Regions from separate parts of the Ovis aries genome. Here all the other regions are linked to region 3. The links are chromatin contacts, called in public Hi-C maps. All regions are on one chromosome and are shown on one strand. The core of a region is the stretch at or near the end of the contact, and the rest is flanking DNA. Distances in the headings are between cores, read along the strand shown.

Region 1 (3,349 bases), core at 428-2,927, 400 kb before region 3:
GGTGACTGACCCTGAGCAGCCGCCCCAGCAACTACTCTTCTTCCAGCATCCGTGACAGAGAACGGTGTCTGAACTGTCACTACCTGTCAGTGGAATTCTTGTAAATGAGATTATTCAGGGGACCTTGACATTTAAAGGAATCATGTCGTAAAGGAGGAAACAAGGAAGACGCAACAAAGACAGGAGGAGATTAAACTCTGATGGTGAATGAACCAGGTCTGAACGCTGGCTCTGCCTCCCACTGGCTATGCAAGCTAAGACATAACCTCAGTTAAGCAGGTGTCTTTATCTATAAAATGGGAACAATATTGACTTTACAGGAGGGCTGTGATGATTAAATGTGGATATAAAAGTGAAAAGTGATCCAGACACTGCTGGGCACATATTAATCTTAAAAAAAAAAAAAAAAAAAAAAAACAACCTCTGTCCAATGATATGCTCATCAATTCTCTCTGCTAAGTGTGAAGATCTAATGAGAAAATGTACTGAAAGGCCCTTATACACCGTGGCGTGTTGATCACACCTAAGGGATTATTCCTGCTACTGCAGGTGGTCAATCCAGTCGCTCACATGGCTCTGCCAATGGCAGCAGAGGGGAGCGAGCCTCCAGCCATGCAAGCACAGAAACCCTCAAGGTTTTGGTGACTCCAGGGCTTCTGGTCGCCACCAAAGCATGCCACATGTATTTACTTCCAACCCTCCCATAGTCCCTGGTACACACAGAAAAACCATTCACTAAAATGGAGCGATGCACACACACAGGAAACCAGGAACAGAACAAGGACAGAATCCAGACTTCTGACCCCCCTCAAGGTCCCCTTTCTCCCAGGGGCTCAGGCCATCTCACTGAGCAGACTCTATACATCCAGACCACGTGCAGTACAGCCCAGCCCCACTGGCAGGGCCTCTGACACCAGCTGTTTCTAACCCTTGTCTTACAGACACACCAAGATCCAGAGAGGCGCAGCTGACTGGGCAGCAGAGCTTGGGCCTTCAGATTTATGGCAGCCTCTCTGCCAACAGGCTGACCTTGGCTCCAAGGGCTCGGGGGGCCGGCGGGCTCTCTTTTGAAATAGCACCTCTGTTGAGCCGTCACTGGGGTCGGGTCCAAGGTGAAATATGAGAGCGACGCCTGTGTAACGGGCACGATACCCTGTGCCCGACTGTGATCTGAGCGGTTTTCCTGAATCCTCACACCCACCCTCCTTTGCGGGTGCGCGCCTTACCCGTCTGGCACAGGGGAAACTGAGGCTCAGACAGGGAAAGGAACTTGCGGCGGCGGGAGTCGGCGTGGGGCCAGTGCCCTGATCAGGCTTGCGGGGTCTCAGCCTTCCTCCACCCCGGGACCCCGGGGGCCCAGGGCCGGCCGGCGGACCTTCCGCGAGCGCGCACGTGGGGCCGAGCCCGCTCGCGCTCGGGTCACGTGAGGAACCGGGGAGGCCTCAGGGCACCCAGGCGGTTGGGGTCCGGGGCCTCCCCTCTCCCGGCAGCCACTGTCTCCGCCCCACCCCGCTCCGCCTCGCGCTACTCACCCCGGGTGGGGGCTCCCGGGACGCGGGAGAAGAGGACGGGGAAGCGGAAAAGAGGGGGGCGGCGGCGGCAAAGACCCCCCACCTGCCCACGACCAGCTCCGTCCAACCTCGGCTAGAAGCGACACCTCGCGGCGCGCGCCGCTTTTGCCCACTTACGTCACTTCCGCTCTTCTGAGGGCGGGGCCGCCTCGGGCTCCGCCCCGCGCGCGACTTGTCCCCGCCTCTCCCCCCCCCACCCCGCACCCTTGGGCTTCGGCCCTAACTCGACAACTTCCCTGCGCAGAGCTTATCCCACCTCCGGCTTGTGCACCAGCTCACTTGGAGCAGGCTTAAAAAGAGCATTTTGTGGGTCTTCCACTGGGTTACAAAAAAAAGAGGCGGGGGAGAGAGCCTTATTCAAGCCTTAACTCTACCCATAACAATTAACATCCTTAAAATATACAGATCCAAAAAAAAGTAAAGGAAAAATACCCTTGACAATGCCAAGGGGTTGCCACTCCAAATAAGCGGAACAAGTCCATGATGTTTCCATTTCGAAAAGGTTGCCCTTTCCTAGGTTCCTCCCAAACACAAATTCTGAATTGGTCCCTGAAGCAGTCGAGATGAACATGTGAGTTTGCAGGTGGAAGACCTTGTGAACCTCTCCAAGCCTCAGTCTCTACTTCCGCCAGATGCACAGAATAATTGCTCATTTTTCAATGCTCGAGGGTTACATCTGTGGGATACTGTGAGTTGAGCCTTCAGCCCTGTGTGTGGAGCCTGCTGTCGGTAAATAGAAACTGATTCATAATATTGGTCACTGTATTCATGTATAGCATAATATTCACAATATTTATCATAAATTCTTTTTTCCTAAACTGATATCCTGGCTTAGAGTTACAGTGCCTCCTGGACACTGCACACAGGAGGTGCTTAAATTGTGTTTGCTCTAATGAAGTGAAAGCTATAGTGGGGCAGTGGGGTGCCCTGAAAAGCCCCACCGTTTTTTGTTTTTTTTTTTAATATTTATTTGGCTGAGCTGGGTCTTAGTTGCAGCATGTGGGCTCTTAGTTGTTGCATTTGGGATCTAGTTCCCTGACCAGGGATTGAACCTGGGCCCGCTGCATTGGGAGTACAGTTTTAGCCACTGGACCACCAGGGAAGTCCCCGACCTGCTATTGAGTCCCCAGATCTGTCCATATTATGTAGCATCCTCCCTTCAGTTCAGTTCAGTCACTCAGTCATGTCTGACTCTTTGCCACCCCATGGGCCTCCCTGTCCATCACTAACTCCCAGAGTTTACTCAGACTCATGTCCATTGAGTCAGTGATGCCATCCAACCATCTCATCCTCTGTCGTCCGCTTCTCCTCCTGCCTTCAATCTTTCCCAGCATCAGGGTCTTTTCCAGTGAGTCACCTCTTCACATCAGGTGGCCAAAGTACTGGAGTTTCAGCTTCAGCTTCAGTCTTTCCACGATGAATATTCAGGACTGATTTCCTTTAAGATTAGCTTGTTGGATCTCCTTGTTGTCCAAGGGACTTTCAAGAGTCTTCTCCAACACCACAGTTCAAAAGCATCAATTCTTCGGCACTAAGCTTTTATTTTTCAGCTTTCTTTATAGTCCAGCTCTCACATCCATACATGACTCCCTAGGGCACTCCAGTTTAGACTTGATTCCCTGGCCTCGGACCCCTCTCCCAAGCTTCATTTTCCACACCTCTATGGCAGGAGGATAAATCTTGGGCAGCCTCAATCAGGAAGTTTCTATAATCTTTGTGGGTGTGGCTCTGAGTCTAGATCTTTCAGGGGGTGCCTAAAAATCCACCTCTACCTTTTT
Region 2 (3,585 bases), core at 419-2,918, 280 kb before region 3:
GGCCCCACGCGGTTCCGGACCGTGTCAGCCTGAAGTCAGGCCGGGGCCCCGCGGGGCTCAGCTCTGCACAAACAGACGGCGCGGGCCGGGCCGGAGGCGGCGATGACTCAGGGCCCCGAGACGGCCGGGAAGCGGAAAGTTTTGTGCCGATGACATCACCGGGCCGCGAGGGCGGGAGGGGGCCGGCTCCGGGAAACGGGGGCCTGGCGGGCGGCCCGGCCTGGGGCAGGGCGCGGGTGGGAACGCGCGGCCGCCACGCTCGGCCGGGCCGAAACAGATCCCAGACCCCGGCCCCGGCCCCCTTCTCCCCCCACCCTCCCTCCCGGCCCCAGAGCCTGAGCGCCCGCGAGGAGCGGGTTCCACCCCGCCTGCGAAGACGCCGCGCTCCCCAGCGCTCCGGAGGCACCGCATCCATCCTGCCGCGTCCCTGCATTTTAATTACCGCCATATTAATATTCATGAGCCGGGACTCAGGGGGACCGCGGGCTGTCATTTCCCTCGCCCGCGCACCCCCCGCACCCCTCTTCCCCGGTGGAGTCGCGGGTTTTCTCCCTCCCGCTCCCAGCCCCGCCCGCGCCAACTGTCGGTGCCCAGCCTATGTGGGGTGTGTGTGAGGGAGCGTGAGTGAGTGTGAGCTGGTGTGAGTGCCCTGGGCAAGGGTGAGGGTCGGGAGGGAAGGGCCGGGACACACGGCGGGGGGGGGCGGGGGGGGCTGAGTGTGAGGGTGGGTTGCGCTTGCAGGGTGTGAGAGTGTGTCTGCTTGTGTGAACGTGTGTACCTGTGGGAGCAGGGGCCTGTGTGCACATGCCTAACCCTGTGTGTGTGCCTTTGCGTGTGCACGCGTGTGCCCAGGCAGGTCCATGCATCCCCGGGCAGTCCCAGGGGCTGTTTGCCAGTCAGAGGGGGAAGGCAGCTGTGCGCGAGGTCTGACCTCGGGCAGGGAGAGGGGGTCACAGGATCTGACTGTATAAGTGGGGAAACAGGCCTGGAGAGAGGCTGGGGCTGGTGCAAAGTCACCCCTGGAAGTGGGTGGCCTGGCAAACCAGTGCCTCGGGGGCTCCATCAGGCCCCTTAGCACACCAGAACAGGCGTTGGTCTAGCTAGGGACACATTTGAGTCCACAGACCCAGCTTTAATGACCACCGTGGAATTGTGTGTGGGGGTCCCCGCTGGGGATTCTGGGGGTACCTGAAAGTTCCTCAGTGCTGTGAATACCCAGGGATCAGAGAGTGCTTCACCAGAGACAGAGCGGCTTCACCATGGTGCTCCTGGTCCCCATCCCTTGCCTCCTGGTCCTTTGAAGCCTGCCTGCACACCCGCCTCTCCCAGGCTCACAGAACCCAAGCAGTCTTGCCTCACAGTGGAGCAGGCAGACAAACGTCAGGTCCTCCTCCTTGGGCCTGGGATCAGGAAGTCACTCAGTCATCCATCCAACCAATGTGCAGGAGCCCACTGTGTGCCAGTTACTGTTCTCAGCACTGGGGATTCTGAGTTTAGGAAGAACCCACACCACTCTGCTCCCAATGCTGCTTGTCTCCACCCCAGGGTGGGGGTCTCTGGGCTCTCAGGGGAGGCTTTTGTCTCTCTGTGCACATGCTCACTGGGCGTAGGCGTCTAGGGCTCCTGTGCACAGAACATAATCCTCCACCCCCAGCCTTGCCACAGAGGCCCAGTTGCACACACACTGGGAAGGCCTGGCTATCGTCTTGGGCTAGTGGAGAGCCAGCCAGACACTGCTAGACAGTCTGGATCTTTGCTTCCCTCTCCTTCTGGAACTTGTCTTTCTCCTGGCCTCTAAGCCAACTAGTCACAGGGGTGGCCCATCCATCTTTTCCTGGGTGAGCCAAGGACTTCCTCCTTCTCACGTCCACTCTGCCCCAGTCCTGCCCTTCTGAGCACCCAGAACAAGCTGACTGTACCCTCCCTTCTGCCCAGGCAGGGCTGGGTTGGAACTCATGTCCCAGCCACGTCCCCTGAGCTTTCCCTCCCCACTCTTGGGGAGCTCTGTGGGAACACAGATCAGGGGACAGGAGGTACAGTTTGGGACTCTCTGGGAAGGAAGTCAGGGTTTTGCTGGGCTCCACCAGTCAAGTAGGAGTTCGCCTGGTAAATGGCGGGGAGAAGGAGGAGGAAAGGCATCCCAGGCAGAGAATGGCTTGGGGGGGGTGACTGTAGCCCCTCTTCTAGAAACCAGAGCGGGCCAAAGGCAAGAGATCTGAGGAGACAGGAGGGGTGGACTTTCTCCTGAAGAGCCCAAGGCAGGACAGCCTAGTGGTCAGGACTCTCGGGTGAGCCCATCCTGGGTGAGAATCCCACTCCACCTGCACTGTGAAGCTTGGGCAAGACACTGAGCCCCTTTTCCGCATCTGTCCATTGGGAAGAGCAATACTTTTTTCTCCTTTTTCTGCTGGATTCTATTCAGATTAAGAGACACTTGTCCCTAAAACACCCAGCACAGTGCCCGGTGCTCCTACAGGGGACAGTCTGTCCTCAAGGACAGAAGGAGGCCCCTGGGATAACTGTCCCCATTTAGCCCAGAAGGGGATTTAAGGCTCAGCCTGTGTCCCACAAGGGGGAGGAGTTTGGTAAGGACAGTCTTCTGGGGCAAGCAGGGACAGGCTGAAGCTGTCAATCAGGGGAGGCTCAGGCTCCAGGTCAGAGGAGGGTCTCCAGGTCCCACAGCCTCGGCTCCACTTGTCTCTGAGAAGATGCTGCCAGATCGCCCATAACTCAAAATGCCGGAAAGCCGGGAGTCAAGAGAGGTGGCCTGGGTCCACCAATCCTGGCTCAGTCCTGCTGCAGCCTCCCACGTCTGTGCCTCCCAGCTCTCCTCTCTCCTTTGAAAATTTTCTTCTTTTTTTTTTTTCTTTTGGAGTAGTTATACCTGTACAAGACAAAAAAATAAAAATAAAAATTGAAGGAAACACTATAAAAGTTCCCATAGTGCATCCTGAGTTGTCCTTCCGGTCTTCTGGGTGTAGGTTTCCAGGACATTTCCCTGCCTATAGAACTGCCTTTTTCCAACTCCTATGGGATGATACCCACCTCCGCTCAAAGACCTGCAGAGGTTCCCACGTGTACACAGCAAAGGCAGCTCTTCCAGGCTTTCAGCAACACTACCTCCTCTCAAGCTGCCATGCCTTTGCCCTTGCTATGCCAGCCTCTAGGGGCCTCTGCCAAAACTCGACATTGCTCCAGACCAGGCTTCCTTGTTGTCAGACCTCTGCCCCCTCTCTCAGCTCCTGCCCTTCTTGCCCCTCACCTCTCTCCTGGTGCCCCACAGCCCCAGGGGTCCTTTCATGGTGGTGCTTTTCAAATCTAGCTTTCACGAGGGTGTCATCAGAGTCATGTGTTCTCACTCGACTATGAGCTTCTCCGCACATTCTTCCTTTTGTTGCCACCTACCTCGATGTCTTAGACATAGTAGGTGCTTGAAAAAAAAAATTTTTTTTTTAAGTGTTCAGTTTGGTTTTTCTTTAGGGATTCAGTCTCCAAGACAGCAGATCCAGGTTTGAATCCTGACTCTCTCATTTCCTAGCTGTGTGTCCTTGAGAAATTCAATCGACCTCTCTGAGCCTCCGTTAC
Region 3 (3,544 bases), core at 346-2,845:
CTGTGGGACCTCAGGCAAGTCCCTTCCGCTGTCAGAGCCCCAAGTTTCATCTGAAAAATAGGGTATGTTCTCCCTAAATCTGTTTTTAACCTTGCTACCTGGCACTGAGTAGATGCTGAAAAATTGTTGGAGGAAACAAACTTGGAGAATTCTTAAATCTGAGGGGACACCGAGAGAGTACTGGATGGGCTGGCTGGGTCCCTTTACTCCTGCCAAGGGATGAAGCAGGTGCTGAGGACAACAGCCCCAATGAAAGAAGAGACTCGGAAGAAACCCCAAGGAGAGGGTGAAACAGAAGGAAGGTTGCCTCTGAGCCCTCCTCCCACCCAGCACCCACCCAACACACAAGGCCCACCAGCCTTCATACTCCCTGTGAACCCTGTTTCTCCTTCAAGGGCCAACTCAAGGACCCCCTCCTCAGGCAAACGTCCTGGCCACTTCAAAGAGACCCTCCCACCCAGGTGCCTTGGACCTCCCCACACACACTCTAAGCAGCAGTCACCCCCTTTCAGGCTAACCAGTCCAGATCAAGAGCCCCCTGGAGAAAATCCCCACCGTCTCAGCTCCCAGCTGGAAGGAGGTGGCCCCATGAACGATTCAGGACAAGAAGGAAAACAGTGTCAACAAGAGTTAAGTTGGCGACTTCCTTGACTGCGTGATTTCCCGAGTGTCATCCTTCTCTAAGACTGAGGTCCCTATCTGCAGGCAGTCTCGGGGAAGGAGTCAGGCGTTTCTGGCAGGGCTTCCCCCATACTAGGTACACCATAATAGTCCCTATTGTCATTACTATTAGTTAGGAAAGAAAGGAGAGGTTACAGGACCGGTGATTAGGACACTGGATGTCTGCTCTCAGACCGCCTTTAGACCTCAGGCGTTTGCCAGGGGCACGCCTCCAAGCCTTCTCCATCTGGGGAGATCAAAATTCACCAAAAGATCAAAATTTGGGGTTCTTCCGTCAGACCAAAGGAGAGGACGGCCCTTCTCCGAGTGTTCTCTGAGGCCCCTCGACCAAAAAGTCAGAGTCAGATCCCACATTCTCAGCGACTGAGGGGACCTCGAAATCTCTTTCCCCTGAGGAGTCCCCACAGGTCCCACGAGGCTCTTGCAAAAGCCTTGGGTCCAGTGGGTCACCCGGGGGTGCGACAGATCAGGAAGGAGATGCCGCGTGGCCGGGAGTCGGAGTTGCGCGCACCTGCCGCAGGTGAGGCCCAGCCATGCGGAAGGGGGAGGAGCCGTCGCAGCAGCACGCAGGTGAACCGACCCTGGGCTCCCAGGAACTAGGCCGAGGGCTGCCACGGGCTCCAACGTGAAGGCTGCGAGGCGGCCACCTCGCAGATAGCGGCCCCCGTGACTCCAAGTCCCGCGCGGCGCGGCGGCCCCAGGAGAACATTCGAGGCAGCGGCAGCGTTGGAGGCCCCGGGTCCGTTCGGTATTTGAATAGCACAAAGGAACCGCCTTGGTCTGATTGGCCAGCTTAGAGGCCCCGGGGCGGGCAGCGTCTGTCACTCGGGAGGTTTGGAGCACTCTCATTGGCTCATCAGGTGTGGGGCGGGGCCCGGACGCCCGGCTAAATAGCTGGGGCCCGGGCCGGCCGAGGCTCATTGCTTTGGCGCCGTCTGGGGAGCACGATCCCGCGGGTGGCGCGCAGCGCATGGTGGCGGCTCCTCTCGGAGCGCAGCCGACCCGCTGACCCGGGCTCCGTTTCCCCTGCCCAGCGCGTCCCGGAGGCCGGCTGGAAGCCGAAACAGCAGCAGCCTTAGCAGCAGCAACGGCCGCGGCTGCTCCGCCGCCGCCGTCTTCAAGGGAGCATGGAGTGCGCCCTGGACGCCCAGAGCCTGATCAGCATCTCCCTGCGCAAGATCCACAGCTCCCGGACCCAGCGCGGCGGCATCAAGCTGCACAAGAACCTCCTGGTGTCCTACGTGCTCCGCAACGCGCGCCAGCTCTACCTGAGCGAGCGCTACGCCGAGCTCTACCGGCGCCAACAGCAGCAGCAGCAACAGCAGCAGCAGCCGCCCCACCACCAGCACCAGCACCTCGCGTACGCGGCTCCGGGCATGCCGGCTAGCGCGGCCGACTTTGGCCCTCTCCAACTTGGCGGCGGCGGGGACGCGGAGGCGCGCGAACCGGTCGCCCGTCACCAGCTGCACCAGCTCCACCAGCTCCACCAGCTGCACCTCCAGCAGCAGCTGCACCAGCACCCGGCGCCCAGGGGCTGCGCGGCGGCGGCGGCGGCCGGGGCGCCCGCGGGCGGCGCGGGGGCGCTCTCGGAGCTGCCCGGGTGCGCCGCGCTCCAGCCGCCGCACGGCGCGCCCCACCGCGGGCAGCCCTTGGAGCCGCTGCAGCCGGGTCCTGCGCCGCTGCCGCCGCCGCCGCCGCCCGCGTCTCTCTGCCCGCGGGACCCTCGCGCCTCGGCCGCCTGCTCCGCGCCCTCCGCGCCCCCTGGGGCCGCCCCTCAGGCCGCGGCCGCCGCCTCCCCGCCCTCCTCCCCGGCCCCCGCCTCCTCCCCCGGCTTCTACCGGGGCGCGTACCCGGCCCCCTCGGACTTTGGCGTGCACTGCAGCAGCCAGACCACCGTGCTGGACCTGGACACTCACGTGGTGACCACGGTGGAGAACGGCTACTTGCACCAGGACTGCTGCGCCTCCGCCCACTGCCCCTGCTGTGGCCAGGGCGCCCCGGGACCCGGCCTGGCGTCCGCCACCGGCTGCAAGCGCAAGTATTACCCTGGCCAAGAGGAGGAGGACGACGACGACGAGGATGCAGGCGACCTGGGGGCCGAGCCCCCCGGGGGCGTCCCGTTCGCCCCCTGCAAGCGCGCTCGCTTCGAGGACTTCTGCCCGGACTCGTCCCCGGACGCGTCCAACATCTCAAACTTGATCTCCATCTTTGGCTCGGGCTTCTCCGGGCTGGTGAGCCGACAGCCGGACTCCTCCGAGCAGCCGCCGCCGCTCAACGGGCAGCTGTGCGCCAAGCAGGCGCTCGCCAGCCTCGGCGCCTGGACTCGAGCCATTGTCGCCTTCTAGGGACCCCCGAGGGCACGGGGACCCGTGGCCCCGCGGGGCTGGGGCCAGACAAAGACTCGGCCAAGGGGCGAGAGGAGGGAACGAACGGGCGCCCGGCCACTCCGGGCTGAGCAGGGGGTGAGCAGAGGGAGACGACTGATGTTTTATAAATTGTAAAATAAAAAAAAAAAAAGAAATCTAAGATCTTGGACTTTATTTTTGCAGAGAGAAAAAGCGCCTATTTAAGTATGCTTTGTGTTTCTCCTACTCTTTTTTTATTATTATTGTAGTGATTGCAGTGGTGTTTAGCGAGGAGCCAGCCACGTGAGGAAGGGCTGCTGCCCGGAGGAGGTGCCGGGCAGCCGGGGGGCGAGGCAGGGCGCCCGGACCGCCGGGGCGCGCCGGGGGCGCAGCGCAGGAGGGCGCGGGGTCCCGGACGCCGATTCCAATCAGACGTCAGACCCAGGAAGCCCGGAGCTCTGTTCTCTCGAGTCCCTCCGCGGGGTGAGGAATGGGTCTTGTGAAATCCTGAGCAAAAA

Evidence for each region. A called contact is a pair of places that touch in the nucleus more often than the background predicts.
Region 1: a Hi-C map of mixed tissues shows a contact between it and region 3, with 5 times the contacts expected there. The contact joins the promoter of NTMT1 here to the promoter of IER5L in region 3. A contact is called at or near these places in 4 of 16 Hi-C or Micro-C datasets (liver, mixed tissues, muscle and 1 more).
Region 2: a contact with region 3 is called in a Hi-C map of omental adipose tissue, with 1.7 times the contacts expected there. The contact joins the enhancer-like site here to the promoter of IER5L in region 3. A contact is called at or near these places in 7 of 16 Hi-C or Micro-C datasets (blood, hypothalamus, liver and 3 more).

Annotation. Positions count from the first base shown.
Region 1 is chr3:6,889,926-6,893,274 of ARS-UI_Ramb_v3.0, forward strand. NTMT1 (N-terminal Xaa-Pro-Lys N-methyltransferase 1) reads right to left here and starts at 1,678. Exons shown (of 4, transcript XM_027966313.2): 1 at 1,533-1,678.
Region 2 is chr3:7,011,248-7,014,832 of ARS-UI_Ramb_v3.0, forward strand. It overlaps LOC121818990 (a long non-coding RNA gene), which reads right to left. Exons shown (of 3, transcript XR_009599737.1): 3 at 1,102-2,884. Among named protein-coding and RNA genes, the nearest start is that of C3H9orf50, 120 kb to the left of the region's middle. Within about 2 kb of position 1,669, at least 44 of the 54 cell types and tissues checked have an H3K27ac peak or open chromatin away from gene starts, as enhancers often do. A contact at or near this core is called in hypothalamus, liver and tail adipose tissue, where this site is marked.
Region 3 is chr3:7,288,446-7,291,989 of ARS-UI_Ramb_v3.0, forward strand. IER5L (immediate early response 5 like) reads left to right here and starts at 1,596. Exons shown (of 2, transcript XM_042245542.1): 1 at 1,596-3,509. The coding sequence starts at 1,809. The coding sequence ends at 3,026.